Linked DNA regions of Sus scrofa: region 1 is linked to region 2. The links are chromatin contacts, called in public Hi-C maps. All regions are on one chromosome and are shown on one strand. Each heading gives the region's core, a stretch centred on a gene start, on an enhancer-like site or on the middle of the called end of the contact. The rest is flanking DNA. Distances are from core to core; before and after follow the strand shown.

Evidence for each region. A called contact is a pair of places that touch in the nucleus more often than the background predicts.
Region 1: a Hi-C map of omental adipose tissue shows a contact between it and region 2, with 3 times the contacts expected there. The contact joins the promoter of NPR1 here to the enhancer-like site in region 2. A contact is called at or near these places in 2 of 5 promoter capture datasets (fetal liver and liver), 27 of 47 Hi-C or Micro-C datasets (adipose tissue, alveolar macrophages, blood and 16 more) and 2 of 2 datasets of contacts at active chromatin or transcription factors (alveolar macrophages and skeletal muscle).

What each region holds. Positions count from the first base shown.
Region 1 is chr4:95,972,187-95,975,851 of Sscrofa11.1, reverse strand. It overlaps NPR1 (atrial natriuretic peptide receptor 1), which reads left to right and starts at 1,599. Exons shown (of 22, transcript XM_021089806.1): 1 at 1,599-3,577. The coding sequence starts at 2,869.
Region 2 is chr4:95,917,799-95,921,508 of Sscrofa11.1, reverse strand. It overlaps INTS3 (integrator complex subunit 3), which reads left to right. Exons shown (of 30, transcript NM_001243322.1): 9 at 818-915; 10 at 2,712-2,903. Among named protein-coding and RNA genes, the nearest start is that of SLC27A3, 16 kb to the right of the region's middle. Within about 2 kb of position 1,343, at least 15 of the 83 cell types and tissues checked have an H3K27ac peak or open chromatin away from gene starts, as enhancers often do. A contact at or near this core is called in adipose tissue, omental adipose tissue, retroperitoneal adipose tissue and 2 more, where this site is marked.

The DNA of each region.
Region 1 (3,665 bases), core at 350-2,849, 54 kb before region 2:
GGTGTTGTCACTGCTATGCCTTGAGTCACTGCTGGGGTGTGAATTCAGTCCCTGGCCTGGAAACTTCTATATGCCCCAGCACGGACAAAAATAAAAAAAATAAAACCCCCAAATCTCCCAATCTCCTATCTACCTCTATAATCTCTGGAGCCCTCCTTGTAAGACAAAGACATTATGCCTGTCGCACAAAAACTTGCAGGATCAACCCTCTGCTGCCCCTTCTTGTCTCTCCTCCTCAGTTACAACCTCTCCTCTCCTTATAACCACATACCTACAACACCTTACATCCTAGATCAGGGTTGAAAACATACTGACCAGGGAGAGTAGGAACTATGATGAACTAGACTCATCTCAAAGAAGTAATGGATACTTGGTTCAGACGATTGTTCACGGAAAGATGCAGGACCTATATTACCAGCTCTCCAACATCTTAACACAAGTCAGAAATCCAATATTCATGTGCATCTGCTAATTTTTAAATGCGGGCAATTTTTTTTTTTTTTTTTTTAGAGCCACACCTGCAGCATATCAAGGTTTCCAGTCTAGGGTTTGAATCCTACCTACAGCTGCTGGCCTACAGCACAGAAACGGTGGTGCCCCAGCCCACTGGGAGAGGCCAGGGATTGAACCTGCAACCTCATGGTTCCCAGTCAGATTCGTTTCCCCTGCACCAGGACAGAAACTCTAAGTGTGGGCAATTAAATTAGATATATACAGAGAGCACAGGAGAATACAGGCCAAACAAAACACGCCTGCCATCTTAAGTTGGTCCATGGGCTACCATTTGCTCTAGACCATAAGAACATTCAAAATTCTCCTAAATACATAGGAAACATATTTCCGTATTCTGCTTTCTCTGCACAGAATATCTTTCTCATTCTCCTACCCTTGTTGAATTATTTCTCTTTGGGGATTTTCCTGGCTCCATTGCAAGCAAAATAGCCCTCATCTGGAGTTCCTGTTGTGGCTCAGTGGAAACAAATCTGACTAGTATCCACAAGGACCAGGGTTTGATCCCTATCCTCGCTCAGTGGGTTAAGGATCCAGCGTTGCTGTGGCTGTGGCATAGGCCAACGGCTACAGCTCAGATTCGACCCCTAGCCTGGGAACTTCCAATGCCACAGGTCTGGCCCTAAAAACACAATAATAATACTAATAATAACAACAACAGCAACAACAACACTTATCTGGACCTCCAGCAATTTACCCCTCTCTTTGTTGTAGTACTTACCTGACTTATCTTAGGGCTATTTGTCCCAAATTGATAGACCTCCGCAAAGGAATGGGGTGTGTGTGTGTAATATATGTACATATACACGCATATATATATTGCTCTTTATGTCCTCAACATCTAGCGGGTGTTTTTCTTTTCTTTGTTGTTTGTTTTGCCCGCACTTGCGGCTGTGGAAGTTCCTGGGCCAGTAATCGAACTCAGCCACAGAAGCGACCTGAGCCTCTGCAGTGACAACGCCGTATCTTTAACCCGCTGAGCCTCTAGCTGGTACTTAATACGTATTAGGTCCTCAAGTTTGCTGATCTTTGGTCCAGCTTCGGCACCGGGTTGCCGCTGTTGGCCCCACAATACCGTCAATGACTCCTTCTGACCATTAGAGGGCAGACTAATTCCACAGCTGTCCCGTCAGCGGCCCAGCCGTCAAGGGCCCCCCAACACTATCCTATTGACGCCTCCGCTTGTCTTTTGCAACAGTCTCTCGCCACCCCCACAAATTTGATTTTAATAATCCCCCTCAATACAAACCAAACACATACAAGCCGGGAGGGGCCCTGAGGCCACACCTCTTCCCCCGCCAGCCACCCACAAGCTCTCCCTCCCACTTCGTACAGCCTTTTGGGAATGAGAGCGTTAACTCTGCCCTTGCACCTGGTCCTTTTTCTCCACTAATCCGCTCAATTTGGAAGCTGAGGGTGGGTGAGATCCTAGATGGACTGGTCAAGGGGACTTTGGATTCACCTATTTTAATGCCTTTTCTAGAAACCCTCACCCTCCGGCCCCACCCCTAGACGTTCACATCCAAACACTCACTTTTTCGGGCCAAGATCCCAAACCGGCTCCTCCTCCTCTCTTTCCCAGACGGAACGAGGTAGGAGCGGAGGGACTAGGTGGGACGCAAGAGACCCCCTGTCGTTCCCACGCAAATCTCTACTCAGTTCTCCCTGAGAGGGAGCCCCTTCTGTGGATGCCGCTTCTCGAAGTAGGAAGACATTTGGCCGCGGAGAAGCGGGAAGACGGCCTAAGGAAAAGCGCTCAGGCCAAGGGGCTCGGAGAGGCGGCGACTTCTGGGAGGGGAGGAAGGAGTTAAAGATCCAGGATTGGCTCTACGGTCGCGGAGTCTGGGAGGGGAAGCGGCGGGGAGGGAGGGTTCGGAGCTTGGCCTGGGTCCTCCCCTGTCCCCCCGGACTGCGGGAGACTTGGGCCGGCCGGACGCCCCTTCTGGCACAGTCTCTGTGCTAGGCGCTCACGCACACACACACTCCCTTTTCCCTCCCTCGCGCCCTCTACCATCCTTCTCCACCGAGCGCTTGCTCACGCTTTTTCTCTCTCCTAACACACGCGCACACACACATAACACGTTCTCACTCGCACTCGGGTTCTTTCTGCCCCGGAGCTCTCCTCGCACCCACCTGCTCCGCCGCGCCCTCGGCGCACCCCTGGGTCGCGCGCCCCTGGTGCTCCTGGCGCGGACTGTCGCAGCTGGAGGGGGCAACGTGCTCCGCGGGGAGCGTCCCCGCCCCGCTCCTCCTACCTCCCACAGGGGCGCGCCTGGTGCCCAGGACCGGCCACTGAGGCGGAGGGGACGCTGGAGGCCATGGTGGGAGCGCTCGTCCACCGCGGTGCCCGCTGAGGCCATGCCGCGCCCCGGGCGCCCCTTTGGCGCCCGCCTGCGCCTGCTGCTGCTCCTGCCGTTGCTGCTGCTCCCGGGCAGCTACGCGGGCAACCTGACAGTGGCCGTGGTGCTGCCGCTGGCCAACACCTCTTATCCGTGGTCGTGGGCGCGCGTGGGACCGGCGGTGGAGCTGGCCCTGGCCAAGGTGAAGGCGCGGCCGGACCTGCTGCCGGGTTGGACGGTCCGCACTGTGCTAGGCAGTAGCGAGAGCGCACTGGGCGTCTGCTCCGACACCGCCGCGCCCCTGACCGCGGTGGACCTCAAGTGGGAGCACAACCCCGCTGTGTTCCTGGGCCCCGGCTGCGTGTACGCCGCCGCCCCCGTGGGCCGCTTCACCGCGCACTGGCGGGTGCCGCTGCTGACCGCCGGCGCCCCGGCGCTGGGCTTCGGGGCCAAGGACGAGTACGCGCTGACCACCCGTGCCGGGCCGAGCCACGCCAAGCTGGGCGACTTCGTGGCGGCGCTGCACCGACGGCTGGGCTGGGAGCGCCAGGCGCTCGTGCTCTACGCCTACCAGCCGGGCGACGACCAGCCCTGCTTCTTCGTGGTGGAGGGGCTGTACATGCGGGTTCGCGACCGTCTCAACATCACCGTGGACCACCTAGAGTTCGCCGAGGGCGACCGCGACCACTTCACCCTGCTGCTGCGGACCGTGCGGCGCAAAGGCCGAGGTGAGAGGCGGCCCCACCGGTCCCGTCGCTTTGCCCCCACCCCCCACCGAGCCTCCCTCGGGACATCCTCTCTCTTCTCCCGGCCAGA
Region 2 (3,710 bases), core at 94-2,593:
AGGAACAGACTCTGGGTGCCTCCCCCAGCCAGGCCCTTCTCACATCCCTTTCCCCTTCCCAGGGTCCTGCTTACGGTCTGAACTGTTACCGTACAGCTTTGCTCCCCACTCCCCCTCCAGCGTGTGTGCGCATGTAATGCGAGGGCAGGAGCCTAGGACCTGGGGAGTTAGCAATGAAGAGAAGAAAGCCCCTGGTTCCACCTTATATTCACTGCTCTTACATTGCACATGTATTGAGTTGTGTTGAGTGCCTGCTGTGGGCTAGGCAAGTGTATGTTAACGCATTTGATCCTTGGACACTCCTGTAAGATGGATATTTTACTTCCCATATTTACAGATGAAGAAAATGAGGTTCAAGGAGATTAAATAATATGCCCGAGGCCACACAGCTAGTGTCAGAGGCAGGATTTGGATCCAGGTCTGTCTGACTCCAGAGCTCGTGCTTATGCCACCACACCTCACTGAGCCTGGGACCCAGTGACGGGACCTTCAGGAGCAAGAAGAGAGGCTAGGGTTTCCCATATTTCCCCCCAACTTTCTCACATGTTGCCAACTGGAATAATGGGAGTGGGGGTCTCTGGCTGGCCAGTGGAAGAAAGGAATGAATGTGCCTGGGTCCCGGGGATGGTGGTTGGCTGGAGCAGATCGTACAGGTGCTGGCTAGACCCCCAGCCTGTGCCTGTGCCTGTGCCTGACCTCTCTAGGTCAGCTCTTAGAAGTTCCCCAGGAGCAAGACCACTTGCCATTAGTTCCTGCCTTCTGTTCCCTCTGGTGCTCAGTCTTCTGTCTTTTCTCTTCCTTCCCGCACTTGATTCAGGTATCCTGCAGCTTCTTCAGTCAAGAACGTCCCGGAAATTCCTAGCATGTCGTCTGACCCCGGACATGGAGACTAAGCTCCTCTTCATGACATCCCGGGTAAGTTCCTCCTGCCGCAGGAAGAGAAGCTGCAGGTGCTGGCTGGGCTTCTTCATTCACCTGTGGCTGGTTACTGACTGGCCGAGCAGTGCTGCGAGGTGCTCAGTAAGACAGATACAGTGCCGTGTCTTGTGAGGCTATCTAACGCGGCCATTAAACCAATACTTGTACACAAATAATGTCATGTACAAGTGTGAAATGTGCTGTCAGCGGGTAGGGAGAGTGGTCATTTTGGGTGACCCATGACCCCTCAGGAAGAGAGCTGCAGCCTTTTGGTTTCCAAACATGGCTACATTATGGCAGCATTGCTTGAGGAGCATGTTAAAAATACATCTTCCGGAATCTCACTCACCCAGAGAATCTGTCTGAGGAACCTGTATTTTTAACAGACTTTCCAGGCAGCAGCTCCTCTGCAGCCAGTCTGGGGTTGGGAAAACACTGCTCTAGCCAACTTTCGGTTTCCTAAGTCATCCAGAACTGTCTAGATCTGGGCCGTCCCATGTGGTAGCCGCTAGCCACATGTTGCAATTTAAATGTTAAAATAAAATTGAGAATGTAGTACCTCTGGAGTTCCTGCTGTGGCCCAGTGGGTTAGTGGTCTGGCTGCCTAACCCGTTCAATCCGTGGCCTGGAGCATTGGGTTAAGGATCTGGCATTGCCACAGCTGCGGCTTGGATTCGATTCCTGGCCCAGGAACTTCTGTATGTTGTAGGTGTGGCAAAAAAAAAAAAAAAGAAAAAAAAAATAGTCCTCAGTTGGAATAGCTAGCTAATATTTTTTAAGTGCTCAGTACTCATCATTGTTGCAGAAAGTTCTGTTGGACAGTGTTTCTTTAGTGTTTTTTTTTTTTTTTTTAACCCTTCTGCTCTCTCTGTTAGTTGAATTGGGGTATTACAAGAGGAAAACTAGGAGTTCCATCGTGGCTCAGTGGTTAATGAATCCGACTAGGAACCATGAGGTTGTAGGTTCAATCCCTGGCCTTGCTCGGTGGATTAAGGATCCAGCTTTACCATGAGCTGTGGTATAGGTTGTAGATGCAGCTCAGTCTGGTGTTGCTGTGACTGTGGTGTAGGCTGGCGGCTACAGCTCCAATTAGACCCCTAGCCTGGGAACCTCCATATGCCATGGGAGAGGCCCAAGAAATGGCAAAAAAAAAAAAAAAAAAAAAAAAAACGCAAGAGGAAAACTAGATCTTTCCTCTTAGGGGGAGCACTTGCTGCAAGAAGGTTTGGAGAGTCTGTGTCCTTTGGATAATGATCCTGTTAGGTCATTCAGCCTCAGGAAGCTTTTGGTCAGTGCTGAGTAGTGAATAGCATTTTATTTATTTTTTTAATCTTTTGTCTTTTGTCTTTTTAGGTCCGTACCCATGGCATATGGACGTTTCCAGGCTAGGGGTCTGATCAGAGCTGTAGCCTCTGGCCTAGGCCTCAGCCACAGCAATGCTGGATCCGAGCCACGTCTGCAACCTATACCACAGCTTACGGCAACACTGGATCCTTAACCCGCTGAGCAAGGCCAGGGATCGAACTTGCATCCTCACAGATACTAGTCGGGTTCATTAACCACTGAGCCACGCCGGGAACTCCGTGAGCAGCATTATTTTAAATCCAGAAGCCTCTAAATCAGGATGTCTTCCCAAAGGCGAGGGACTTGAGAGACAGTGTGAATTAGCGAGTAAGTTGTAAGAAGAAATTGAGGTCTGAGCTGAGCCTGGAGTAGAATGGTGCCTGTTTTCTTCTGCCCAGAGACCCTACCCTCCCTTCCCAGATTTTCTTTCTAACGTCCCCTTCCCCCAGGTGCGGTTTGGTCAACAAAAGCGATACCAGGATTGGTTCCAGCGCCAGTACCTGTCAACCCCAGACAGTCAGTCTCTGCGCTGTGACCTCATCCGCTACATCTGTGGGGTGGTCCACCCTTCGAATGAAGTGCTGAGTTCAGACATCCTGCCCCGATGGGCCATCATTGGCTGGCTCCTGACCACGTGCACGGTGAGGGGCCAGGCCCTGGGAACGCAGCTGCGGGGTGGTGCAGGGCCCCTCTTTGCCTGTGTTCGTGTCTCCGTGCTTCTCCCTGGCTCCCTGGGCCACCTGACCCCGAGGGCCCTTTTATTCTCTTCCTCCTGAATGTCTCCACCTTCGTGTCTGCTGAAGTTCCCGGGCTCATCTCCACCTTCACTGCCAGTCCCCAAGCCTGGCTTTCTGAGGCGTCCCCGTCTTTCCCATCAGCTGCCAGAAACCACAAATGATCATTGCTCTGACTTGTTTCTCTCACGGATTCAGGGCTGGTGTCCCTTAGACCCTCACTTCCATGCCTTTTGGCATCAGCTCTGGATACTTCTCTTCTCCCAACGTAGTGAGTCCGCAGTGGAGTCATTTCCTTCCCAGTGTTTCCTCCCTGTGCCTGGGGTGGGAAGCTCTTCTCTGGCATCTAGCTGCCCTCTGACCTCTTCTGACAGGGATCCCCCTCCCCCGACTGACTGGGTCCTTGGAATGTGCTGATTCAGATACAACAACAGGCTGTTCCTAAGGGTCTTTCCTTCAGGAATGCGCCTGGGAGCTCAGCGAGGGCAGCTCAGGGGCTGGTCTGAGTGTCTCAGCTCAGAGGGGAGCAGGGGACTCCCAGGCACGGATGTTGTTGCTGTGGGACCAGGGATGTGCTGTGGGCGCCTGAGAACCCAGGCTGATCCCTAGCCCCTTGCTTGGTGAGACCACAGGGTGGTCACAGTCATATACGGATTTGGGTGCTCTTCGCCCAGTGGGGGTGTCACCCGGTCTCACTGGAAACTGAATGTCATA